3 separate regions of the Mus musculus genome follow, and regions 1 and 2 are each linked to region 3. A link is a contact called in public Hi-C data. All regions are on one chromosome and are shown on one strand. The core of a region is the stretch at or near the end of the contact, and the rest is flanking DNA. Distances in the headings are between cores, read along the strand shown.

Evidence for each region. A called contact is a pair of places that touch in the nucleus more often than the background predicts.
Region 1: a contact with region 3 is called in a Hi-C map of the N1E-115 cell line, with 3 times the contacts expected there. The contact joins two enhancer-like sites. A contact is called at or near these places in 2 of 484 Hi-C or Micro-C datasets (the C2C12 cell line and the N1E-115 cell line).
Region 2: a Hi-C map of the N1E-115 cell line shows a contact between it and region 3, with 6 times the contacts expected there. The contact joins two enhancer-like sites. A contact is called at or near these places in 4 of 484 Hi-C or Micro-C datasets (the N1E-115 cell line, embryonic fibroblasts, embryonic stem cells and 1 more).

The regions. Positions count from the first base shown.
Region 1 is chr2:8,748,469-8,753,027 of GRCm38.p6, reverse strand. No RefSeq gene overlaps it. Among named protein-coding and RNA genes, the nearest start is that of Gm30957, 200 kb to the left of the region's middle. Within about 2 kb of position 1,392, at least 1 of the 459 cell types and tissues checked has an H3K27ac peak or open chromatin away from gene starts, as enhancers often do. A contact at or near this core is called in the N1E-115 cell line, where this site is marked.
Region 2 is chr2:8,683,933-8,688,046 of GRCm38.p6, reverse strand. No RefSeq gene overlaps it. Among named protein-coding and RNA genes, the nearest start is that of Gm30957, 260 kb to the left of the region's middle. Within about 2 kb of position 2,561, at least 1 of the 459 cell types and tissues checked has an H3K27ac peak or open chromatin away from gene starts, as enhancers often do. A contact at or near this core is called in the N1E-115 cell line, where this site is marked.
Region 3 is chr2:9,338,053-9,342,257 of GRCm38.p6, reverse strand. No RefSeq gene overlaps it. Among named protein-coding and RNA genes, the nearest start is that of Gm13219, 12 kb to the left of the region's middle. Within about 2 kb of position 1,642, at least 2 of the 459 cell types and tissues checked have an H3K27ac peak or open chromatin away from gene starts, as enhancers often do. A contact at or near this core is called in the N1E-115 cell line, where this site is marked.

The sequences.
Region 1 (4,559 bases), core at 143-2,642, 590 kb after region 3:
GACATTGAACGCAATCAACAGCTAAAATGAAAAGTAAGTAACTGAGATTTGTTTGCTGTATGTCTTGCTCATCAGTCAGTAGGCTTTCATTGGAATATATATTCATTTACTTTGGACTCAGTGGTCTAAGCCATTTTCAACAACCCAGGATCTGCCAACAACATGCAAAGTAGAGCAAAATAATATAAAAAGGTATGCATAAAGAATGTGTACATTAACTGTTTAACACACAATGACACCTTTATTTTAAAAGCATATAGCAGAATCAAATCAAATTTAGAAGTGAATGGAATATCTTCTTGCATATTCATTAGTTAAAACACTTAGAAAATTTTTTCTTTAAAAGGAAAACATCTTTTCTTTGCCTTCCCATTTTTCTCCTAGATTTGCGTGACTTACAGGCAAACACTTTCATCCAGAAAGAAATCCATCCAAATTAAGATAATGAATTGGCACATTGTTAAGTATCCATACGAATGTGGTACAGCCTCCACTTATCTCCTCCTTGGATGTGGTGTAGTTACCATGTGTGCTTTACGCCTTGAGGCTGAAAACTGGGTTTTCTGTATACAGCAATATATGTAGCCAACTTAATGTGCTGACCCTTTTACTGTTAATCGTGTAAAAAAATACAAGTATGTGGTTTACAGTTCTCCTCTTCACTTACTTTTGGCCTGGCCTTTGAATTTATAAAGTGTTCTTATTACAGATTGTGATCATGTGTCACAAATCAATTCTGTGACATTTTTGCCACTGGTAGAGAGATACAGGAGTGACAGCTTATCCGAAGCAAGGAAAGAAGGATTTAAAGAGTCAGAGAATAAAGCAGATCTCAGTTGTGTGCACCACGAACTACTTTCTTAAACTTAGTATTGACTATTGAGCAGAGATTTTTAAATAATTCTAACCTGAATTTCAAGTATTGAAATAAGCCATTTTAAACTTATGCCACTGAAAATTTCTTCAATGTCTGACATCTTGACAGTTTACACATAGGACTCAGTTTAGAACTCTATTATCATTTATTTTATTATTCTCTTTTCTTTTGGGCACCTCCATTGCCATCTAATGTCCTTCACTTCACTCTGAAACCCCTTCTTTCCACCCTCCCTCACTGACTAAACCATTAGCCACACAGTACATTTGAATACAGATTAGATTTTCCAATTTGTAACTACATGTTAAGAACATACTAATTGCAAGATTTTACGTAAAGAATATATAAAACAGGCTGGACAGATGGCTCAGTGGTTAAGAGCCACTGGACCACTGATTGTTCTTCCAGAAGTCCTGAATTCAATTCCCAGCAACCACATGATGGCTCACAACCATCTTTAATGAGATCTGATTCCCTCTTCTGGTGTGTCTGAGGACAGCTACAGTGTATTCATATACAGAAAAGAATATGTAGAACACTTCTCCTTAGAAATAATGCTTTGAAGATATAGGGACTTGGAGATCGAAAGGCCTCTTTCTGGAGTCTCACTTTGTATCTCCATTTGAGGTAGTAGTTGCCTAGAACTATCTATGACATATAATCACTTCAGTGACTGAAGTGATGTGCATGCAGAGAAGAATTTACAATACAAATTTACATTCAAGACAATTAGTTCGCTGGTGAAAAATTAGAAAAAAAACTCATTTTGTAAAAGTGTTATAATTATGATATCCCTTTCCATTGGTTACAGGTTCTAACAATGTGCTTTGCAGGTCTATGGAATATCACTCTGCCCATTATACAAAGATTGGGTAGCATTTGAGCATGATGTCCTTGGGTTAACACAATGTTTTGTATTGCTAAACTTGATCTCAGTAGAAAAGGTAAAAGAAACCATAAAGGACTACAAAGGGCATCTGCTCCAAAATGAAGAAAAAAAAAGAATATATATATATAACTTGAAACTTGGAAGTAAGCCTCATTGAGATTGAAAGAGTCTCTCAACATGAACTTTCAAACAGCCATTCTGAGGCTTACAAGAGCTCTCAAATCATCTGTTTCATAGCATTTAACATGTATAAGGGAATCAACAGTGAAAGGACTTTGTCAACAACAAAAACAGCAGGAGCTGTTCTTGAAACCAATATTATTTCTTAATTAACTGTTATTTTAGTTGCAGTAATAATTACTTTAAAATTTTCTAGAAAATATAAAATCATGATTTTTGTCTAAACTCTGCTGACCCTCACAGGTAACAACGACCAGGCATATTGGTACCAGGGCATAGCAAAGCTGCTTTCTTTAAATGTGAGCCTCTCCTGTAGCACCTCTGCCTCATCAGCTTAAAACAGATTCAAACTCAATTACTGCCATCATTTCTTGGCATTAAATTCTAGTTAAAGAGCATTTTTCAAACTGAACACTTATAGTTAACTGAATTTCCAGACTACAGTTCTCGAGTTTTGGACAGCTGAGGAGACAGATGTGCACCAATGCTCCAGTGCCATCCAGAACACAACGCAATTTCCTATCAAAAGCCAAACATCTTTCCTTCTATGTAATGGGAATAGTCTTTCCTAAAAGTGTAGAGTAAAGAAGATCAGAACATTTGGAGAGACTCTAAAGGCTTGCCTTTTATCTGATGTTGATAAAGAATGAAAATCCCCAGCACAATAATGACTGGATCTTTTAAAACACCCACAGCAATTCTATTCCCACGAATATTCAGTACTTCAAACATGAAAACTTGTCCCACAAAGGCAATTAATTTTTGTCTTTTTGATGTGTGTAGCATTTGTTCCAGCTACCCTTAGGGGACAGAATCCTTACCATTAGCACTAGATGTCAAATTGAAGCAGCAAGGCACCACATATAGCCTTTATTTTACTAGATAGAGAAGCATTTGTGACTGGCTTATTATGGCTAGCCTCACCATTATATTGAACTAGACCCAATAAAGAAATTATCTATCTAGTAAATTCAGCAAAACACATAATAGAAAATTGAAAAAATATTTTTAAGAGAAAAAAAGCACATCCGAGGCTATTTTTTAGAGGCTCTAGTCTGTGATCAACTGACCCCATTGTTTTGGGACTCATGGTACATCACTGTAGAAGTGTATTGTAGAGCAAAATTATCCATCTCATCGACAGGAAGAAATGTTGTAAAGATCAAGAGAAGGCCTGGGTCTCATAACTGTCTTCAAAGGTATTCCCCAATTACTTAAAGAAAATCCCTTCAAATATATTCCTCAATCAACTTAAGATGACACTGTAGATTTCATCTTCTAAAGGCTCTACTGTCCCAAGTTCTTAAGTAAATAACAGTTTTTATTATGACTTTATTGTTCAAGTTGAAGTCTTGATGCTCATTTGTAATGACTTTGTCTTTAACCAATAACTGACAAAAAAAGAAGAAAAGATGACTATAATATTGAAAGCATTCATGTTGTTGATGTGGGAAAAGTTTCAAATACATTTTTGGTAGTATAAGATTTGGTTTTTAAGTAAATAAAATAGTTATTTTTATTTTATTAACTTGGCTATAAGGAACTCTTAAAGACCATACAAAATTTCTTTATAGTGGTTTCATTGGGAAATAACACCTAGATGTTCATATATATGTATTTGTTGATGACGTTTGCAAGTTCCTATGTCTATATCTTCGTATTTTCTTATTTAAAGAAGGGATGATTTTGATACTGAGACAATAACTCTAAAGAATTTAAAAGAGCAATACTATCTTTAAAGTTAAGGTCATGCACCCACTAAAATAACATATAACATATAATAGAGGATATAATGACCCTAGAACTGATATATAAACCTCACTGGGGTCCAAGGATGGTGAAGTTGGTTCTTCTGCCATGGCATTAGGCACCAATTAGACAACACATACTAGGAGGCCAAGGGAAAATCATTCACAAAACCATGCTCACTTGGAGTTATGTTAGAGAGCTGTTCTTTGAGAGTTCTGGAGGCTGAGCTCAAGTGGATGGCATATATCATTGGCTGCTGTACATAGCAGTAACTAATGCAGAGAATAGGTTGGAGCCAGAGTGAAAATTCCCTTTGATTTTGCCCATGCCATTTGGAAATATTAAGTCCATACTCCAGAATGCATGATGGCAAAATCAAAGGAGACATAAATAAGACACTACTGTGGGTTTTTTTTTTGGCTTAGACAGGAAACAAACTGCAAAGTATTAAACTAATAATAGCTAATTTTGAAACTGTAATCAATGGGACTTTTCATACAGTAACTATATTGTAACAATACAAATAGAGAATGCACATTTCAACTGCTGGAGTTCTTTGTTCATTAGAAACACTGTATGAGCCAGACAATATTCAGAATTAACGGATGCATTGACTTGTCTTTAATAATAATAATAATAATGATAATAATAATAATAATAAGCCTGTTAGAAATGGTGTATACATTTAAAGCATTCCACAAACTACCCTGGAGGTAGAGTCTTAGGACTTAGTTCTGACAAATAGGATTTCTGAGATAGCTATAGATACAACCTCTAAGCCATGACATTTAATGAGGAACACAATGATTCTGCATTTTCCAACTTGTAGGTTGGCATTAGTCCTGGAATTGAACCACACGAGCC
Region 2 (4,114 bases), core at 1,312-3,811, 660 kb after region 3:
AACTTTGTGAGTTAATTTTCACTTTTTACATTTACTTGTAATTCGTATTACTAATTACAAACCATAATTGAGGAAATAGTATGTCTAGGATATTACAATACATTTTTAAAACTGACTTGAATTTTATTAATTTGATTAGTAACTTGGGTTAAATTTTGTTCATAAATTTAAATAAAATCATATTACAAATAGGTTATTATGTGATATGTTTAGGCACCATTAATGAAAGATGGAGGATTTGAAATTAACCTTGTCCAAACCCAAATCTAAAACCAAAGAAAAATTTTCTAGCCCAATTATTCAATAGCGAGACTCTGATTATCTATTATTTTACAATAATAGTTCTGGCCTCTTAAATGTAAACAGAGTTAAGCATTCAATACAATTTGGGGGAATGAATAAGTGAATGAGTTCCTATGGGTTAAGCATCTACTTTAGCCAGCATGCCGTTCTGAATCCTAATGAAGAGCAACCTTGTATCTGTTCTATTTCCTTGAGGCAAAAGCCTTTCATTCTATTAGTAAAAATGAGCCTTCTATTAAGAATAGCTACAATATTATAAGGAGAAAACCATGAGGACTTCAGCTCAAAATAGAAAGATGCTCTCCATCTGAGGAAACTATAGTTATCTTCCTTGAGGATGTCACAGGTAAAACTAGTTGTGGAAGTCTACAATGTTCACACTTGACCTAAGAAGGCTTTATGGGGAAACATTGTTGGCCACAGTGAGAAGGGAAAACACATGCCAAACATATTTGGGTAATAAAAAGTAGCCCTAAAGTTTGTGAATATTTACAATCTCTTGGGAACAGATATTGTCTGCAATGAGTGAGCATCCTGTTTCATTTTGGGGAGGTAAAACACAAAATGGATTGATTTCTTGGTTTGAATGTGAATGCACCTCATAGGCTCACATGTATGAGTAGATGGTCCCCAGCTGGCTTTGCTTATGTAAGGGTCCAGTTAGTGGTAAAGGTCACTGAGAGTGGGCAGTTCTGGTCTTCCTGGTGCTGTGTGTGCTCTCACTGTGTGAACACTTGTCTACAGCACACATTGTTATAGAGCTGCTGCTTGATGTTCCTACTATTGGTGAACTGAGAACCTCAGAAAGCAGAAGCTAAAATCCTTCTTCCCTTCAATTGCTTCTATAGTTGCTATGTTGACCCTGACGGCATGAGAAATAATACAAGCCATGATTACGCTTTAGGAGCTAGGAAAGCTACCAGGTACCCTTTGCCCTTGGTAATCTTTCTGATAATATCCTGAGGTAAGAGGACTTCGAACACCAACAACACTCTTAAACAGTAATTTAAAGCACAAAATAATGCTAAAGTAAAGTTTCTGTAGTTGATCAGTAGGTATAGTTGGGCTTGATCCCAGAAAACCATATTTTAAATGACTGTTTTAATTTTTGCCACTAATGCAACCCAATAATTGAATATAATATACAAGATTTGCCCCTTTCTGAGAACCAAAACACAACTATATTTCCCATTGATAACAAATGGAAGAGATTTATTTATTGCATACAATTTTGTTTACTAGCAATCCTAGGGCAAATTCTGTGATGGGTAAAGGTGACACAAGCAAATAAAATATCATTCCTGACCCTGAGATATCAAAGGTAGGCAAGTCACATGTTAAATAACTCTGACACTCTCGTTTTAAAATCAGAATTGAATTTCTTATTCAAATAGGACTATATTTGACTTTCCTACTCTCAAAGAAAAAAAAATGAAATGACGAAAGCAAACTTCAGCTGGGATCCCAGCAGAGTCCCTTTTGTTCCATTTGGCCCACCCTCCCAGGTTTTATGGGGCCATCAACATTTGTTGACTCTCCAATCTTTATCATGTCTACCTTTGTCAATATCAATGACTGCTGCAGTTAGTTGGTACCTTTCTAGAAGTTTCCAAACTGTTTCAAACAGATATTAAAATTCTGTACAGGATCAAAGCATCAGTTCCATGCTTATTTACTTCTTGTCCTTTGAGGTAGTTTTGGTTTCTAACGAGAATTTGTTTTAACAATAACACCACTCTTCTGAGCCCACTTCAGGCTTGAAATAAATAATGTTTTAAAAGTTGGTGTAAGGCAGAAAAGAAATGAGGCTGGTTCCTCATTGACTCAGTCTAAACAGTTGCCCTTTTATTTCCTAGTGAGACACAATTATTACATCATTTAAGTCTCAATACACTGCCCACATTGCTAAATTGTGATAGCAGGCTACTGATAAAGTCTTTGATTAGTCCCAGACCACTTCTGTAGATGTCAGCTTCCATTCAGTGCTGGCATCTTGAGGCAATGCTTGTTGTCAGTGGCTTTGTATACTCCTTAAGTTAATTACTACTCATGTGCTCTTGAGATTGAGTTGAGCTGATGGGTGTCAGTAGCTTTCAGGCTAGGAAAGGGATGAGCCCATAAATGTTGAAGGTGCCTGATCTGATGCCATGCGAGTATTTATACTCAGTTTTCACATGACACTTGAAAGTTGTGATAATCATATGGCTTCAGCTTTAATCTGAGGAGGTGTCCAAATCCCCACTACCAAAGCTTTTGCCCATCACTAGTTAAGAATAAGTCATATTGTTAGGGATTTGTTACTATTAACCAGGCCCCCTCTTGCAATTACAATCTTTAAAAACTAAATAAAATAATTTCATAAAATATAAGCAATCTATAGATTGTCACATCAATCAGATACTTACCTCATTACTATTCAAATGTAGCAGCTTTATGGAATTTAAAGGTTTTTTTTTTATACTTCAAAAGAATTTAATCTTCATTATAAGATGTCACCTTCAACCTCCTAAAGCTCACCCAGTCACCTTGACCCTGTTCTAGTCACTGAACAGGAAGCCTGCTTGCTAGGCTCACTTTCTTCAAGCTTACCAATGCCAACACAATGCCATTAAGACTCGTATGGTAATTGGAGCCAAAAATGCCTGGGCTCAGCTCTCATCAACTCATTGCTGACTGAGCAATTAATTTTTCCTTGCTGAGTGTTTATCCATATCACCAGTAAAATGGGAACAAAACTGGTTGATGCCGAAGTGTAGGTGAGAGGAAAGTATGCCAATGCATGTGTGGTGAGTGTTTTAGAAGGGGAAAGCTTATAAATTGTAGAGACAATCTTAGGAGAACCAGACTTCCTCAGTTCTCATGAAGATGGCACAGTCACCCTAAGTTGTAATGGGGTAGAGCTGAAGGGAATACAGTTAAGATATAAAATGCAAATATGAGCCAAGCTAATAAGTATCTGAGATGCTCAATGGACAAAAAGATGGTATAGAAATGAGAGAGCATATTTGGACCATCAGAGAGGTAGTAGGGCATAGGCAAAGCAGGTTTGCTCAGAGTTGTCATGCATTACCTTCTTCTGTTTGTACACAAAATATGAGAAACTATATGAAGCCATAATACCAATGCCTTTAAGTTTAAAATTAGTTAGTAGCATCAATATATCTATATTTCTTTATTTGTTTTCTCTTTTAACATTTAATCATATTCTGTTTCAACACGGAAGAATTCTGATAAAGAAGGTGAAAAAACTCATGTTTCTAAATAAGCTAATAGACATTTATATACATAAACATGCACATAGCTCCATGGAAACACACGTATGTCAATAATGATATAATAAGCTTATAAATTTATAAAAAATATAGAACAGAATCAACAAACAATTCATTTATTCTTGCAACGCTATCAGGGTTCAAGACATTCTTGAAAATTTTATCTAAAATTGCCTTCATAATCAGGTTGGAAATGCTCAGGGAACTCATGGTTATTAACCAATGTTGGTTTGTAGAAGAAACATCTACAATTTAAACATATTACAATATCAGTCTCAATATCTAAGATATAGAATTAACTTAAATATCCATCAATTAGTAAGCATCTAAGAAAAGCATACTCATATCTATATTTATATGTATGTATATCTATATCTATATCTATATCTATATCTATATCTATATCTATATCTATATCTATATCTATATCTATCTATCTATCTATCTATATATATATAGATATTCTGTATACTCATGTTTTTTACTGCCACTTATATACAATATAGATAAACTTAAAATACATTAATATTCTAGTAAAA
Region 3 (4,205 bases), core at 393-2,892:
TTTAATTGAATTGACCAATTGAGAATTAAGATTTATTCCCCTAGAGAACAGAGTAGAGCGATCCTTATCCTTATGCCACAAGTTTACTTAGTTATATGAGTACATCTGCTGAAAGCCCCTTTCCTGGGCTTAACTACTGTTGGTCCTTGACAACAACAACAACAACAATAACAACAACAACAACAACAACAAACAACAACAACAACTATAGCAATGTGATTTAGTAGGTGCATAGTGCTTTCTAGTTTGCTGAGTTTTCATCTGCTTTTTCATTTGCTTTTAGCATGCCTTACCTAGGTAATAAACCCATTTTCCAGTTGACAAGACAGATCTAGAATATTTCAATAGACTTCCTAGAGCCTGAGAGCTAATACATAGCAGAAATTAAGGGCATCTTCTACCATGCAGCTTAACTTATGCATTACACTTGAGCCCTTGTCTGGATGGCTCAAACCTTGCCTGAATCTTAAGCCTGTCTCTCTATGCCATCTTATTTCCTGCTCCTCGTTCAGCAGCCAGCTCTATTCCAGAAAGCCCCACTCAGGAATTGGACCTCTATTAATTTTGAGGCCCCCATCTCCAAATATAGTGAACTGTCCTTTTGCAACACAAAGAACTCTTTGAGGGGCCAAAAGGTTGGGAATAAGTGATTCCTGGGTACTTTGCCCTGTGTTGGACGTTATATCACCCCCTCTCTCCCGCCAAGGCTCAGGGAGCACCCATCATATAAGAGGAGGGAAGCATGCAAGAACAAAAGGATGAGAAGGAGTTTTTTGCACTGTCATTGCACTCTTGAAACCAGCAGCTTTAGTTGCCTTTACAAAACCCAGCCCTTCAACACTTCATTTTGGACTGGGGAGGGGAAGGGGTGAGGGACTTTGAAGGTTCCTTGCCTCCAGGGGGAGTCCTTGACAGAGTTTCATTTGAATAAGAGAGGGTAATGGGAGGTGTATATATTACAAAATGTGTTACATACCTGCATGAAATCATCAAAGAATTTTTTTCAAAGCCCTAGTGTCTGATGATCCCTGGCTTTTATAATTCATTTCATTATTTTATTTTCTTACTGTCTTGTTATCTTGAGTTTCCATTCACTAGGTTCCATCCTTTCTTCAGAATATTGAATAAGGGAAGAAATCATGGATAAGATTAGTTCGGCAGAGGCCGTGAGTGAAGGTTGATGCATAGAGATTAAACAGGAAGAGGGAAGAAGGGATGTTAAGGAATGGTCACACGGGTAGCTAAGGAAACTGGGAAAGGATACAGATAGAATGGACATTCGATGCAACACAGGATAAAAGGATGGCAGATATACGGGTACTGATTTGCAGAGGTTTCACACAGGAAAGTAACACAGGTCCTGGTAGTGTTCCATTCTTCCAAGGTTGTAATTATAGACTAAGGTTGGAATATTTACCAATAGGCCACTCTTAATGTATTTATTTGCTTGCTTATCTATTTGTTTTATGGCAAATACTTCTATGCAGATCCAATCTTTTGATTCCAAATATACTTGCAGTCACTCCCGTGTGAACCTGCCCTTTTATTGCACACATGTCTCTGCTTGTGCACTTGCCTTCTGTTTGACTGTAAGATAGCGAATGACTCGAGCCACTCTGCAAAACTGTTGCCACTAATGTTCTCCTGGGTTAATGCAAAGCCGATGCCAACTGCTTTCTGGATGCCTCTGTCCAGTGGGCTGTGCATCCTTTAAACAGTTGTGTGGTTTAGATTAGATCTCCCCAGTTTGTTGATGAGAATGTCAGGTCGGACAGAATCAAAGGCTTACAGAAGTCTAGAGAGATTGCATCTTCCGCATCCTTTTTATCTACAAGGTCTGCCACTCCATCATAGTGGGAAATTAAATCGGTCTGGCATGATTTGTTCCTTTAAAAGCCCCATTGGTTGCTACCCAGTCTGTTATGCTCCTGGGTGATTGCAAATTGATCATTCTGATGATTTATCTCAGTGACTCCCCTGGCATTGTGTTTTAGGCTGGCCAATATTTCTTTTTTCTTTTTCCTGAAGATGGACACTGTGTTTACTCTTTTTTGAATTTTTTTGAGGATTTGCTCTGGTGTGCAAAACTTTTACTGACTGATGTTTGTCAACATATTCTATGATATTCGTTTTTATATTGGTATGACTTGTCATTTGGACAAGTTTCAGTAATTGACCACCATTTACACCTATATTAGTTGAGATCCTCTAGTTTCTGAGTTTATCATTTATCCAAAATGCATTGATATCCTGGGAGCTTTGAAAATAGGTAGGTAAACACTGAGTTAATAACTGTTGTTAACATTTCTTCTAGGCCTGCCCCACAGTTACCTGGCAACAGCCAGGTATGACTGGCTCACTATAAAAGGGCTGCTTGTCCCCTCCTCACACTCTTGCTCTTCCCCATTTCTCTCTCTGTCCTTTCTCTCCCCATTCTCCTCCCTATCTCTTTCTTAGTGCGCATGGCTGGCCGATACTCCTTTACTCTCTCTCTCTCTTTCTCTCTCTCTCTCTGAACTTCTCTGTCTCTACCCCCTCAACTCCACCCCCCCATTCCCCTAATAAACTCTATTCCACACTATAATCTTCTTGTGGCTGGGACCTCAGGGAGAAGGGATGCCTCAGCATGGGCCTGCATGAGTACAGTGTCTTACTGAAAGTGTTGTTTGGGAGTGACTCAGATGAAATACCTGGAAGAGGCAGTCTTTTGTGTTTATGAAAGGTTTCCCAGAGAAGGTGATGTTGAAGATGAATTATTTTGGGTACCAGTTAGTAGGTATCAGGGACCATGATGAAGAGAAAGACCTAAAAAGAGCAGAGTTTTTCAAATTAGAGAGAATAGCATTCACAGAAGTACAACTCTGAAAGTGATGTTGGTTGGGGACTGTGGGGGCATTTTCAATAATAATTAAGCAATGATTTTCTGTATTAGACATTGGACTAACTGGATTGTTGGAAAACTGGACAGATGTCATTGGTTGAGCTAGGAGGGGCTTAATCATCAGCCAAACAGATTTGTCTTACTTGAATGAAAAGGGGGTGTTGAGCCCATATTCAGTTCTTTATTGAGCACTTATTATTCTGATTCATAGGTCACACATTATACAAATGTTAACTCAAAATGGATTGTGCATCTGAACTCTATTAAAAAACTGTTTCATGTATATTTTATGTATACTTTTCACAATATGGAATTTAACTAGAGAACCTTAAGCACACAAGGCAAACATTCTATCATGGAGCTACACATTTCACCTAGACCCCTAAATCAAATGTGATTTTAGCAGGCAGTGAACCTATAAACACTCTAGATAAAAATACAGGGTAATTCTTTTTTATCAGATAGTGAATTAATGTGCTTGAACTGTTCAAAGCAAATCCCTTGGATTGTGGCTTAAGCAAACTTCATTCCTCACAGTTTTAAGGGTAGTCAAATTCCAAATCAAAGCACTAACTCACTAGCTGCCTGGTAGAGGCTTTCTTTCTGGCTTGCAGTACACACCATACTGTGTTGTGTCTTCATGAGATGAAGAGAGACAATAGAGAGGGCTGTGTTCTCTTATAAGACACTAATCCTATTGATTCAGGCTCTGCCCTTTGACCTCATTAACCTTCATCGGCAAATGCAGTCCTATTCAGGGTTAAATATTGCACATACACATTTTAAGCAGGTATAGATTAGGCCCTGGCACCTAGGATTAGCCAAAACTTTCTCAGATACTGTTGCAAAAGCATGACTCATAAAAGAAAAAAAGTGAGACTCTATTTCATGGAAATGAAAACTTCCTGTATATTGGGGAGGAAAACTAGCAAGAGAGTTTTTAAAAGCCACATATATGAAAACAGAATTTTCAAATCAATATTTGTCAAAGGAATTGTGCCTATAATATATTGAAAAACTTAATGAAAAGAAAGCAAACTCTCCAGTAGACATCTAGGCAACCATCTTGAACATATATTTCCACAAAGAAGTTCAACGAATGGAAATCAACAGGTGACATGAACTATTATTATTGATATTCACAAAGTTAAGAATTAGTTCAGTTGCCCTGACTAGATTTCATGAAGTAGATACAATGAAGTAGACTGTTGTTCACAAGGAACAACAGGAGCTCTTTTGAAGAACTTGACAGAATATGAAATGGACCCAACACACATGAGCAGACTAGCAAAGTTAAAATACACCGTGTTCTTTATTCAACCAC